Regions from separate parts of the Bicyclus anynana genome. Here all the other regions are linked to region 1. The links are chromatin contacts, called in public Hi-C maps. All regions are on one chromosome and are shown on one strand. The core of a region is the stretch at or near the end of the contact, and the rest is flanking DNA. Distances in the headings are between cores, read along the strand shown. Region 1 overlaps LOC112058090 (serine/threonine-protein kinase MARK2). Region 2 overlaps LOC112058090 (serine/threonine-protein kinase MARK2). Region 3 overlaps LOC112058090 (serine/threonine-protein kinase MARK2).

Region 1 (4,418 bases), core at 836-3,335:
ACTGAAACTGTTCGCTAATAACATCATCATTAACAACTCATATTCGGCTCATTATTGAGCACGAGCATCCTCTCAGAATGAGAGGGGTTAGGCTAAGAGTCCACCAAGCTGGCCCAATGCGGATTGGCAGACTGCACAAACGTCGTAGAGAGTTAAGTAAACTCACAGGTAATGCTGCTTTACTCACGATGTTTTTCTTTTACCGTTTGTATCCCGGTTCTTCTTCGCGGCAACCATTTGAAAATAGATCGAACTTCAAGAGTCTCTAGCGAAGGGTTGCTACGAAGCTAAGGTTTTGGCGACTGGATATACGAGTAATATCCAAATCATTTTAATTTGATACTTACGGATCTGGATCCTTGAGACCTGCAACTTATCAAAGCCACCATTATCTAAACTCCATAATTAGCTACCATATTTAGGTACCTATGGTAGGAGCATGGTCTGCCAAACTTTCGGATATTTTGTTAATTTCTTAACTTGATAAATTGAAGTATATCTGGCCATTGCAGGCTGTTAGTCCATGTGACTTTAGCAACAAGTTATCCTATAGATGTATTAACAAAAAGTTGCTCAAGCTACTTTTGTCTACTCTGAGACGTGAACGCAACAACGTTGTACATCATGATGATTTCATTTACAGTCGATATTTTTTTAATAATAATATTTAATAATTGTGTAACTTATCAATGACTGTTGTGGCGACTTTTTTGAACTTTTTCCTTGCTTTGTATCCAATTTATTAGTGCCTGGATGTAGACCGAGAGAGCAGTAGAGCCGTGGAGAAAAATGTCATCCTCTCGACCTGGACGCTCTGTATCTGTAATCAACTTCTTGCTGCGATGTTCTTGAATAGTTAAAAAAAATTGTGTATTAGCTCCGACGCACGAATGGAGTTTAATCTTTCAGATCGACCAGTTGATGATTGTTGCCCCGCAGCATAACTATGTACGTCTCAATACTGACGCCTGATTAGTGAAAGGTGCGCAACCAAGGAGCAGCAGGTCGCGGCGTGCGCGCCCGTTAACTGCATGCACATGCGTGCGGTAAATTCAACTCATTACGGCACCTACTTCAAATTACAGTTGAGTTCCTCACTTAACATTAAACAGATAAAACTACTGTAATTTTTTATTATACTTAGATGCAAGTTTTTGACGTAGGTATGCTACCAAATATTTTTTTTTAATAACCTTATTACGTTGTTGATTTGATCATTCCGAAGGTTATCAAGCTGCATTTTCAATTGGTTAAATCTCCGTCATTTTCATGACCTTACAATGATTATGTCACACATAGGTCGTGGCACTGGTCGCGCCATCTATCGGTGAGTAGCGGAATTACAAGAAATAATTTTGCATCATATTATGCATTACTTTCGTTTTGTTTACAAAATATTTATCATTTATTTTTTATTCCATATATTGTTCATTCATATAATAGGTGTTAATTTGTTACAAGTTTAAATTATTGCAGTTCTGTTACTCTACACTAGATGGCGCTACTGGTGTTTAATTCTCACCTTGCGCAGTGAAAATGTTTGATAACTGATATTGGGCTTTGGTACTGAAACTTGTTGAGAAAACATGTACAATTGTAATAATAATTAATTAATAATCAGTGATCAATTATTAATATTAATTAATTATTATTTAGCATCACAAAATAGTTTGATTGTGAATTATTTATTAAATGGTATCACACCATTTAATAAATAATGTAAATTAAATTGTAAAAATTACATGTATAAAATATTTGGTTTATATTTCTTATATGTTAAATTATTTATTCTTTTTTATATTATTGAGTATTTTTCAAAGCAAAAAACGAATCCGCATCGTTGGTTTAGCCATGATGTAGTGTCTGTGGGAATGGTTTATCCAACCCCTTCCTACCCTGTCTTTCAGATTATCATAAAAATAATTGTCTGTTAAATAAAACAAACCGTGTTGTCGTCGGAAAAAGGTCTCCATCATGAAGTGAGACCACAGAACGCAAAGTTGTCGTGAAATAAAAAAGCCCTCCCATAAGTGGGGTTCACGGTTACAGTCCGTATATGGCGCGTATTTCGCGTAGGAACAGGTCTCAAAATCTAGTTCTTGCCTCGTTTCCTGCCTACACTGAGCCGGGGTCAGTGACCCGCCCGCTCGTATTATGAGCATGTAATCTTTTTATTTGTCTCATTGTTTTTTACGTAACGAAATTCGATATGTTCTTCAATATCACGAAGAGTTATAACTACTTACTGGTTTTCACAAGACTGCAGTGAATACCAAAAAGAGGGTTATGTGTTTTAGCTGTGAGTTGGTATTCCATATCCATTATATTCGTCTTGATGGTGTGACTGTCACTAGATACCTACCTGGATTATCAATTTTATACGCGATCTAAAAAACTAAATCTAAGTAATTCTTCTGTACATCATATAATATTAAGTACTGTCTTTTGAGTTGATTTTATTACACAGTGACTTTATTATGACATCTTACACTGTACCTACGGATTATTTCAGAGGGCCTAGTGGCAGTTTGATACTGTGACGATCGCGTTAACGTAAACGCGAATTTCTAAGGAATTGAAACAGCGCCATCTAGTGGCACTACTGCACAACTGTTTCAATGGCATATACATTCGCGTTTACGTTAAAGCGATAGTAACAGTATGAAAATATTGAAAACTCCCACAAGGCACACTGTTAATTTTTTTTCCCATTTCGTTTCATAAAGTACTCGTGCGCCATCTATTATCAAAGAGTTGTAGTAATTCAGAAAATGGGCGCGCGTCTAATAAAGTATCAAACTTTTAGATGGGATGGGAGGGAGGGTATGTATGTAACGTAACCATGGTTGGTTGTATATTAGCCTGATTTTTGGTTTGACATGCTACTACGACTTGATAATGACATCCCATTATTTGAATTTTCAATAAAAAAAAAACAATATTGTACACAGTATTTAGATGACCTCACTAGCGCAGTAGGTAGTACTCATGTGTACAATATAGGATTCAATATTTTCCAAATTGGCTCAGGTTTGGTGCCAGGGTTCGACCGTGACTAGTTACTACCCTACGGGTAAAGCGATTCAGCGTTCCGGTACGATGCCGCGTGTAAACCGTCAGAGGTATAGCAAGAATAAACTTATACCTCTTCCAAGTAAGCCCGCTTCCATCTTAGACTATAGCTTGGCAAGTTCGATAATGACATTTCCATGATAATAAATAAAGACTGCGCCGGTGTGAAATCGTGCTTGCGGGGACGTGAGGTGCATTAGTCGTTTCATTCATCGCTACACGCCCCCCCGGCCCGCGCGTACCATCGGTAGTGTTACGAACGAATTTGCCAAACTATACATCGTCACTTAACATCGCAGGCAAGGGTTAGCTTGTCATAGAATAATAAAAAAAATATCTAGTCTTCTTTTGTAGACGCCCTACAAAAAGCGGTCGTGCCGGCTCAGCCATAAAAATATGAACTTGATCCAAATTGTGGCTTATTTAATTTGCACGTAGCGGCCGTTAGGCGGCGCGGCACGTTCTAATGTGAACTCTTAAACGATTTCATGTTCTTTCTTAATTTGCCGCGGGGGATTGATATTGCGGATTTTGAGGTAACAATTTTGAAAACTAATTGCCAGATTTCGACGATCTTTCTATAGAGCATATATTAAAAAATATAAATTTAGGCCGTGTCTGGTTAAGTCCTATTGTTAATTTAAAATTATGAATTTAAAAATAATATGTCGGTTACCCGTTTACCGCTTGAACAACGTTTATAATAAATTGATAATAATTAATTGATAAACTAAGCTTACGAATTACGGCTGTACTAGAACTACCACCTGTGGGAAACAATATTACGTTGTAATAAATTTCAACCCTTTCACTAAATACATACTCAATCTGTTACTTTACTTGAAAAAAAAAAAAAATGTAACTTATTGACTATCTAAAATGAATTAACATTGTTCTTACAAAATAAACGTCGAATTTAATTGCCCTAAATTGGATCTAACTGAAAATCTTGGTTCAATCAATGCTTATATAGCAAGGCATATAACTATTGATTGAACCAATTGTCCGCGTGAAATTCTACCCTTACTCAACCCTACCCCTACCTTACTCCTACCCTACATCTAACCTACGGTTACCCTACCCTACTGCTATCCTACCTCTACCCTATTCCTATCCTACCCTTTTCTTTGTTACATACATACATTATACTTGTGCTAGACTATTTACCTATACTTAAAAAAAACAATCACGTGCCTTGTAACCCAATTACCCCTACATTTTCCCCATTTTACTGCCCCCAGTACAGGTACTACGATAAACAACATTAATGTCTTTACCACTAATTGCGTATGCAAGTAGGTCGGCCATCGCTTATTTGCCAGACCATTGTGTGTTTTAAGTACAGC
Region 2 (4,418 bases), core at 873-3,372, 72 kb before region 1:
TACCGACGTAGTTCACCTACCCCCTAAAGCCACCAAGGTCCACGTTTGGACCTTGGTGACCATGGTGAGGATTCACAAGCCCTAGTCTATAGACACTCGACAAAAGAAGGAACTTGGATCAAACATTCTTATGTGTATAAATTACTGAGAATCCAGATAGCACCAATTCTGCAAAGCAAAATTAACTTTAGGGCGCCTAGTACGAGTAGATACTCTCGCCAAGCAATTCGTATTCTACTATGCCTAGAATATTTTTTCTTTTTTTTTATTCTATACAAGTTAGCCCTTGACTACAATCTCACCTGATGGAATGGACCCGGAAGGAATCGGGCTAATTTGTTAGGAGGATGAAATTCACTTTCGGTTTCTACACGAGGTCGTACTGGAACGCTAAATCGCTTGGCGGTACGTCTTTGATGGTAACTATCTAGCCACGGCCAAAGCCTCCCACCAGCCAAATGTAAATTATAAGTATAAGTCGTTCTATATCAACATAGACTCACCAAGTTTGTCAGACATATCACAAGTTAGTTTTATACCTAATGTTACTAAACTAATTTTTCCTATTCAAAATGTAACATTTTTTATACCTCTTTCATTTTATTTTTTTTCTAATAAATAACACTCAAATAGTGCCAACTGATTTTTTTTTTGTTAACTGTAAACTGTCTTTTTTTCGTAAACCGTAAACTATTTTTATAATTATTAATTTGCTTTATTAAGATTGCACAGAGCCTTGTATTTGTATTTTTTAGATTATTATGTAAAAACTGTAACAGTCACTAGTGGATCAAATCAATAAATAGTTACCTGTTTCTGTTTTAAATTAAGAAATGACTAACCTTTACAACGAATGGAGTATCGAACCTATGAATTTTCGAAATCGAGTCCAACCCTTGAACGTATAGAACGTTTTATTGCCATAATATTTACGTTGCTTGGACGGACAGCAGAAGTAATTAAATTCTCCTATAATTGCATTTTCTATCCAACGTTCAACGTCCAATATTTAATTTATTGAGTCTCTGATATACGACGGAACCGAAGATATGATATCAGATTATAAAAATGGTTATTGAAATAAACTTAAAATAATCTTGCATCTTGAAAATTAAAATAAATTTGTGTCAAGTTACACCATATACCTATGTTGCTTATTATCTTATAATTTAAAGTAATACACAAAAATGTCTAAGTTGAATTTTTCTCATAATAAATCGTTTTTATCGGAAATAATAACAAAACAATCTAGAGAATATAAAATAATACAAGAAAACTAAGTTAATTTTTTCTCATGTTATATCGTTCGAAAATAATAACAAAGCAATCTAGAGAACACTACACTACACTCACAATAGTTTAAAATCTAAAAAACAATCTAGAGTGGAAACTAATTTTCTGTATGGTGATATCTTTGTATTTGTATATCAATGTATAGAGTAGGTAACTAGACACGGGACTAAACTTGTACCATCTGCAGAGAATATTGAATTGGCTTCGGGCTTTATTTTTATTTTGCTATCTTAGGGCTGCTGTATATCTGAGGAGGCTCATTCGTTAGTAATAAAATATTTGAGGCATAGCCTGGTCATTAATTATTTAACAACAAAAACATGTTAGTGATGTAAGTTGAAATAATTGTCGATTTTATTTCAATATTACTTAGCTTATTACGAATAGATTAATAGTTAAAATTGACCTACGATGCATATTGCCAGATATACGCCGGCCTTAAAAGGATGGCTGTAATGATAAGCTGCACAACAGGTTATATTGTGATATATACTCAGAGGCACAATTATCCGCCCACTTTAATCGGACGCGAGTATATTAAAGTGGTCGGATAATCGTGCCTCCGAGTATATATTGTTATAAAAAAAATATTTTAATGTTACTGATTTTGTTGAAAATTTTTGTAAATGGACATTTTTAATAACAAATTGTTTCTTGATATATAATAAAACACAAAAACATTTTTAAAACTCATTTCAGTACCAATGACGAAATTGCATTTTATTACCACAACCGAAGATAGGAACCAACTTTAAAGGTCTCTGCAACTTTAATGCCTAGATACAAACCATCAAGCGCGCAGTTCCGCCGCCAACCGCTACGTGGCGTCGCTTAGCGAATCAGCTACTGCATAATAGATGGCGCTGCAAGTCACGTATACTTGGTGTTTCAGACTATTGATTTACCTTTTATCTCCCAGCGTTCAAATAATAATGTAGGTATATTAGTATATTGGTACAGCGATAACCGTGTTTGTTGTACTATCTTGTAAGTTGACATAGCGTTGTTTTCAATGTTAACTACGAGAGGTTTCTTTGTTTTGTTGTTTTTTTTTTTATTTCACTATTATCATTTATTTCAATGAGACGTGATTTTCCTTTAATGTATTGTGTTTGTAATTATTTATTGTACAAGACAAGGTGGTCTTGCAGTTTGTTGATAGCTTTAAGAAAAAAATGTAAAATGTAGTTATTTGTTATGATATTTTAGTTTTAAAACTTTTGTGATGTTCTGGTTGTTATTTTGCTAAACTAGCGGACGTCTGCGTGGAATTAGTTTTTCACAAATCCCTCGGGAACCATCAGTTTTCCGGGATAAAAAGTAGCCTATGTGTTAATCTATGCTATAATATATCTCAATACCAAATTTCAGTTAATTCGGTTCAGTAGTCGAGGCGTGAAAGAGTAACAAACATTAATATCATCATTCTTCGCAAATCTCGGGAAACCATAGATTTTTTCGGGATAAAAAGTAGCCTATGTGTTAATCCATAGTAAAATCCATTTCCATTCCAAATTTTAGCCAAATCGCTTCAGTTGTGGCGGCGTTAAAGAGTAACAAACATCCAAACATCCATACTTTCGCTTTAGCGTTTATAATATTAGTAGGATTAAATTTTACATATATAGCTTATAGGGATAGGGATATAAAGTTTAGATCCAACACGCTGCACCAATGCAGGTCGGTGGGCTGGGTGTATTTTATGTCACCTTTGACTAATTATTATCGAACGCAACTGTCAACGGACTCGCGCCGCCATCTTGTCCGGTGCGTCAATTGGATGATTGCGCGGGAGTCGCTGCGATCGTGTCAAGGTGACATCCACGTGACTTGTCGATATAAGCAAGTTCATTATGCATGTACATAGGTATTAACCTATACCATTACCTATAACTTCTTCAGTAGTGCTCACATGGGACCAAGCGAAGGGAAATAGACAAATTGTCCGATGACGGCTACCAACGCAATGAAAGAGATTGCGGATTTTCCGGTTGCACCGTCATTTGTTGAAATTTGGCTATTTCTCTTCATGACATTATTTTGTTGGTCGCAAGTCATGGATTCGATTAAGCTTCCAACATGACTATCCTCGTACCAACTTTCACATATCTTCCCGACCATGGTTCCTCCCAAAATGTCGGTAGAAATTTATAAAACTCTAATCATGAAGACTTGGTAAATGATGACTCAATACGAACGTGTAAACAAAAAGCGTTACGTAACGCATCAAACAATGTGTAGTGTGCAATAAATGTCATTCAGCTCGCATCTGATGAACCCCTCCACTCTATTCTTGGACACTTGACCTTGACGCTTGTTAAAACTACTTCTTTATCTTTATGTAACAACAAAAGAAATACAGTTTATGTTGGTACATATAAATTCATATTAAACTTGTCAGCATAGGCCTTTTGTTTGGATGTAGGACTTAATTTTGCAGTATTACACATTACATATTTATTTTGCTAGTAGCAGATGCCCGCAGTTTCACCGGCGTAATTCCCGTTCCCGTGGCAATACGGGAATAAAATATAGCCTATGCTGCTCGTTGAAAATATACCCCGTAGTACCCTAGTCAAACGCAACGTTAAATTTTTTTTTACCGGGTAGTACGGTTGAGATAAATCACATAAACCATGTAAAAATAACAAGTTTTATGTTTAGCTTAATGTATAAAAATAAAAGAAAAAGTAAAAAGTAAAAAGAGAAGTCGCAAGGCCTATTGAGCAATAATCCGCTTATGTTAATATTTAAATGTTTGGCTTCCCTACTTATGATAATTGTGCCTCTTTAGAAATTGCAGGTTAAGATGGTATTGGTAATGAAATTATTTGAGAAATTAGTAAGATCCTAAATTTTTCTGATCATGTAACATTTGCTCATACATCTATTGCCATTGTTATCGAAAAATGAGAGACACAAAAATATACAAATCAACGTATATTTTCAAGACTATTATTACAATGAAGTAATTTAAAAAACTCGTTTTTCTAAAATAGGAAGTTTTAAACTAAATTTGAAAATTTTGGCGACGTTTTCTTATCTCCGTCTAATCTAACTAATTCAGATAATTATCATTATTTTACAGTTTTAGTTGTAATTTGGTAATTTAAATATCACGATGT
Region 3 (4,418 bases), core at 1,007-3,506, 69 kb after region 1:
TGATAATGACAGGGACTCACGGCTTCACGTGCTTTTCGGTCTCCTGTGGGAAATCTCCACCGAGGGACAGATTCGTCGGCTTATACATGTACTAGCGGACGCCCTTGACTGCGTCCGCATGGAATTCTGTTTCACAAATGCCGCTGGAACCATGGATTTTTCTGAAATGAAAAGTATTTGTTAATCCAAAGTAAAATCCTAATCTCAGCCAAAACGCTTCTATAGTAGCGGCGTTAAAGAATGACAAACATCCATACAAACTTTCGCGTTTATATTAGTAGAATTAATGATTATTACCGGGTCTGACGTGATCTCCGAGGCATGAATAGCTTCTCACGACTAGACCCAGAGCCTCGTGATCCGAAGGCACATAGGCTAACCACTGATCCAACTACGAAGTCATTAAGAGTATAAATCAATAGATATGCTAAGTTCGTTTGTATGTGGGGTTGCAGGCAAGTACAAGCTGCTGAAGACCATCGGCAAGGGCAACTTCGCGAAGGTGAAGCTGGCGAAGCATGTGCCCACCGGCAAAGAGGTGGCCATCAAGATCATAGACAAGACGCAGCTGAACCCCAGCTCCCTGCAGAAACTGTTCAGAGAGGTAACTATGATATAGGTATTAATCGCTTCCAGCAAATACAAACTGCCGAAGACTATCGGGAAGGGCAAGTTGCAAAGGTGAAGCTTGCGAAGAACGTGCCCATCGGCAATGAGCTTTCTGCAGAAACTCTTCAGAGCGGTAACTTTGTTTTTCTAAACAATGACAAGTTAGCCCTTGATGACGATCTTAACTTAGTGGTGCGCTAATCTTGCCTTATAGATGCAAACATGTACTGTAATTGAGGAGTATCTCTGCGTGATATGTAGCTCAACGAGTCCCAGAGCTGAAGTGGTAATTGGTTGGGCTCATAGTCCATGTGCTGGTGGAGGTTGAATTCTCAAGGTGCTCGAACAGCGACCCCGCACCAGAGAGTATTGGTTGACCCACTAGGTAGACCGATGATATAAAAACAGGTTGCAAAAGCAAGTAGCATAAAACCATGGTGTATGAAAGTCCTTACAAAAGGCCATATCCAGCAATGGATGACTTTTATTGGCTGATCACGATAATGACTATAGTAACACAATAAATACTGGACGTCCACTGTTGGACTAAGTCTAAGACCTATAATGTCTTTAAAACAATCTCGAGCTGCCTGCACCTAGCGGAACCTTGTATGTCTTAAATCTTAAATTTTGGCTGGTGGGCGGCTTCGGCCGTGGCTAGTTACCACCCTACCGGCAAAGACGTACCGCCAAGCGATTTAGCGTTCCGGTACGATGTCGTGTAGAAACCAAAGGAGTGTGGATTTTCATCCTCCTCCTAACAAGTTAGTCCGCTTCCATCTTAGACTGCATCATCACTTACCATAGGTGAGATTGTAGTCAAGGGCTAACTTGTCAAGAATAAAAAAAAAAAAAATCTACATTCTGTGACTATTTTTTTTTTTTTTTAAATTTTTATTTGGGTCAACAAACAGTAAACGATAAGATTACAAGTTACTATTACCTATAACAATATATAATTTATGTATATTTTATTTTATAAAATGGTTTATTATAATGTATTTGATATTTGTTTTCAGGTGCGGATAATGAAAATGCTCGATCACCCCAACATTGTGAAACTGTTCCAAGTTATCGAAACAGAAAAAACACTGTACCTCGTGATGGAGTACGCGTCTGGTGGCGAAGTAAGTATCATTCATGCTACGTAGTCTTGAGGGTTAGACCCCTTATCCCTTATCTAATAGAAGAGGAGACCACTTACGCTGTTGCAAATATGTTGCTGGTAAACCCAGAAAAGGAGAAAAAGTTAATAAAAACATTGAAATGACAATGACAAAAGGCAGACAGACTGAGAAGAAATAAACATTCCAAAAAATTTTGTAGTCTAAAAATACTTTTTTAATTTCCTTTTGAAAGTATTATTTTTAGTTGTTGGGGTTTGACCCGTAGTCTTTTCCGACTAGTTTTGAGGGGAATTGGAATATTGGTCATATTTAAAAGATATGGCAACCATTCTTTAAAAAATATATCACTTTACGATTTTATTTAATATTAATTTGTATCATTTCCAGGTGTTCGACTACTTGGTGCTACACGGGCGCATGAAGGAGAAGGAGGCGCGCGCCAAGTTCAGGCAAATAGTGTCCGCAGTGCAGTACTGCCATCAGAAGAGGATCATACACAGGGATCTCAAGGTGAGCTCAGACTCCGCTCGCACTTAGACAAAATGGACACCCACCAATACGCTACTCGCGAAGTTAATCGAATACGATACACAACACAACACATGATGATGGCCTACACAAATTTCACTTCGCTTCGTGCAACCTCAACCTCGCTGGACTACTGACCGTTGTCGGTTTTTGCGCCTGAGCCAAAGGATTCGATGCAATCCGAGGTTCGTACACGAAGCGCCTCGCTTTAGTACTTGGGGTTACTTTAGGATATGGTTTCGTTCGCGATCGAATAGCGCATTCTCGATATGTCGTCACTTGGAATTTTCATACAAATTGCAGTGATGCAGCTAGGGGCTTTTGGGGCTGCTCCCTTAATAAGAGGGATTAATTTAATAAAAAAGCAGTGGACATTAGTGTTACTCCTAGCAGCAAAATTGTTTTTGTATATAAGGTAGCTAGACTCACAGGAGTACCATAGACTATCTAACAAAGGCTACATGTTTGAAGATTTTAATACGCGAGTAAAACACTAAGGACGCATATTAATATGGCTCTTAATAATATGTTTTTTAATTTTTTGTTAACGATTTACATTTATCCAGTGAATGTATGCACTCCAGGCGGAAAACCTGCTGCTCGATGGCGAGATGAACATAAAGATCGCGGACTTCGGGTTCTCGAACGAGTTCACGCCGGGCGCCAAGCTCGACACCTTCTGCGGCTCGCCGCCCTACGCCGCGCCAGAGCTGTTCCAAGGTACGCCCGCCTTCCCTCATTGGAGCCGCGTATGTGAGCTCCACGTCTCCTCTCCCAGAGCTGGGAAGACTCCCGTGCCGTGAGCACGTAAACCATTGTCATCAAATAGAGGTTGTTAAGGAATTCTACAGTATCACCCATAAGTTATCTCCTCTAAAGAGGGAGGACTAGCCTTATATGTTCAAGTTCCCTGATAATGCCATCTATTCGCCAGCCAGATCGTCTCCTGCCGATAAGATCAGGTAGTCGTGGAGGAACATTCTCACCCGGTCTTGTTCTTTCAAGCTATTTCGGGATTGAGGCCTTTTGACCTATGGGTTGTCCGGGATGTCGTAAATCCTGGCATCCCACGCGGACTGCGATTTCTCGCTATCGGTGTCGGTTTCTGTGACTTGCCCCATGCGGGACTGCCAAGCGTTTGCTGTTGGTAATTTACAATAATAAACACTGATTTACTATGCCTGTAGATAGCAGCACACATTTTAAAAGCCTCGTCCGATTACACTTTTCGTAACTCATTCTCCAACTTCCTAAGTCTAACGTGCGTGAAGACCTTTTCATTCAATTAATAAGTCAGTAAATAACTCCATAACTCTTCTCTCAGAGCTGGGAAGTTTAAATTGTTATTCGTGTTTATTATCATCAATATCTGAGATCATATCTCCTCTCCTGTGAGGAGGTACGACTGGCCTTATAGTGGGCCGTTAAAATAATCTGATAATGGTCATCATCCTCATCAACAGCCGATGGACGTCGTCATTTCAGCACTTTGGGACCCAAACATCCATCGACTCTTCGAACTACATGCCCTGCCCTTTGCCACTTCAGCTTCGCGACTCGCTGAGCTATGTCAGTGGCTTTGGTTCTTCTGGGGTTCTTCTGATAATGGTCACTTTATGTCAATGTGTCTCATATTGCAGGCAAGAAGTACGACGGCCCCGAAGTGGACGTGTGGTCGCTGGGCGTGATCCTGTACACACTCGTGTCGGGCTCGCTGCCCTTCGACGGCTCCACGCTGCGCGAGCTGCGGGAGCGAGTGCTGCGGGGGAAGTACAGGTACAGTCCGCGACGGTGGGGTAGCGTGCCTTGTAGGGGCCCCGTATCAAGAGGGGGGGCCCAAATTAAGGGTAAAGATTTCTTACAAACAAAAAAGCTCGCTTAAAATAAATATGACAGTGACTTGACCTATGTAGAACAAGAAGTGACCAAGAGGAAAAATGAAATTTTTGACTTTTTGCAGTTTTTTTTCCCCAAGAAGCACCAGACTAATTGAGATTGTGTGATTTACATTTTACTAATTTTTGTTTTTGATGATGTAATGTAGTCTGTAGGCTCAGTATCATTGATAGGGGGGAGCTACGTCTCTGGTCCTCGTGTAATACCCCTGCGCAAGTGTAATTCATCATCATCATCATCATCATCCCATATTCGGCT

Evidence for each region. Hi-C and Micro-C count contacts between places; a contact is called where the count stands out from the background.
Region 2: a contact with region 1 is called in a Hi-C map of whole larva, with 6 times the contacts expected there. The contact joins two enhancer-like sites. A contact is called at or near these places in 2 of 2 Hi-C or Micro-C datasets (whole body and whole larva).
Region 3: a contact with region 1 is called in a Hi-C map of whole larva, with 5 times the contacts expected there. The contact joins two enhancer-like sites. A contact is called at or near these places in 2 of 2 Hi-C or Micro-C datasets (whole body and whole larva).

What each region holds. Positions count from the first base shown.
Region 1 is chr18:2,330,073-2,334,490 of ilBicAnyn1.1, reverse strand. The region is part of intron 1 of LOC112058090 (serine/threonine-protein kinase MARK2); the gene reads left to right. Among protein-coding and RNA genes, the nearest start is that of LOC112058090, 100 kb to the left of the region's middle. Within about 2 kb of position 2,085, at least 7 of the 8 cell types and tissues checked have open chromatin away from gene starts, as enhancers often do.
Region 2 is chr18:2,402,300-2,406,717 of ilBicAnyn1.1, reverse strand. All of the region lies in intron 1 of LOC112058090 (serine/threonine-protein kinase MARK2), which reads left to right. Among protein-coding and RNA genes, the nearest start is that of LOC112058090, 30 kb to the left of the region's middle. Within about 2 kb of position 2,122, at least 8 of the 8 cell types and tissues checked have open chromatin away from gene starts, as enhancers often do.
Region 3 is chr18:2,260,994-2,265,411 of ilBicAnyn1.1, reverse strand. LOC112058090 (serine/threonine-protein kinase MARK2) reads left to right here. Exons shown (of 21, transcript XM_052886767.1): 3 at 456-604; 4 at 1,629-1,736; 5 at 2,124-2,246; 6 at 2,849-2,984; 7 at 3,905-4,040. Among protein-coding and RNA genes, the nearest start is that of LOC112058089, 82 kb to the right of the region's middle. Within about 2 kb of position 2,256, at least 7 of the 8 cell types and tissues checked have open chromatin away from gene starts, as enhancers often do.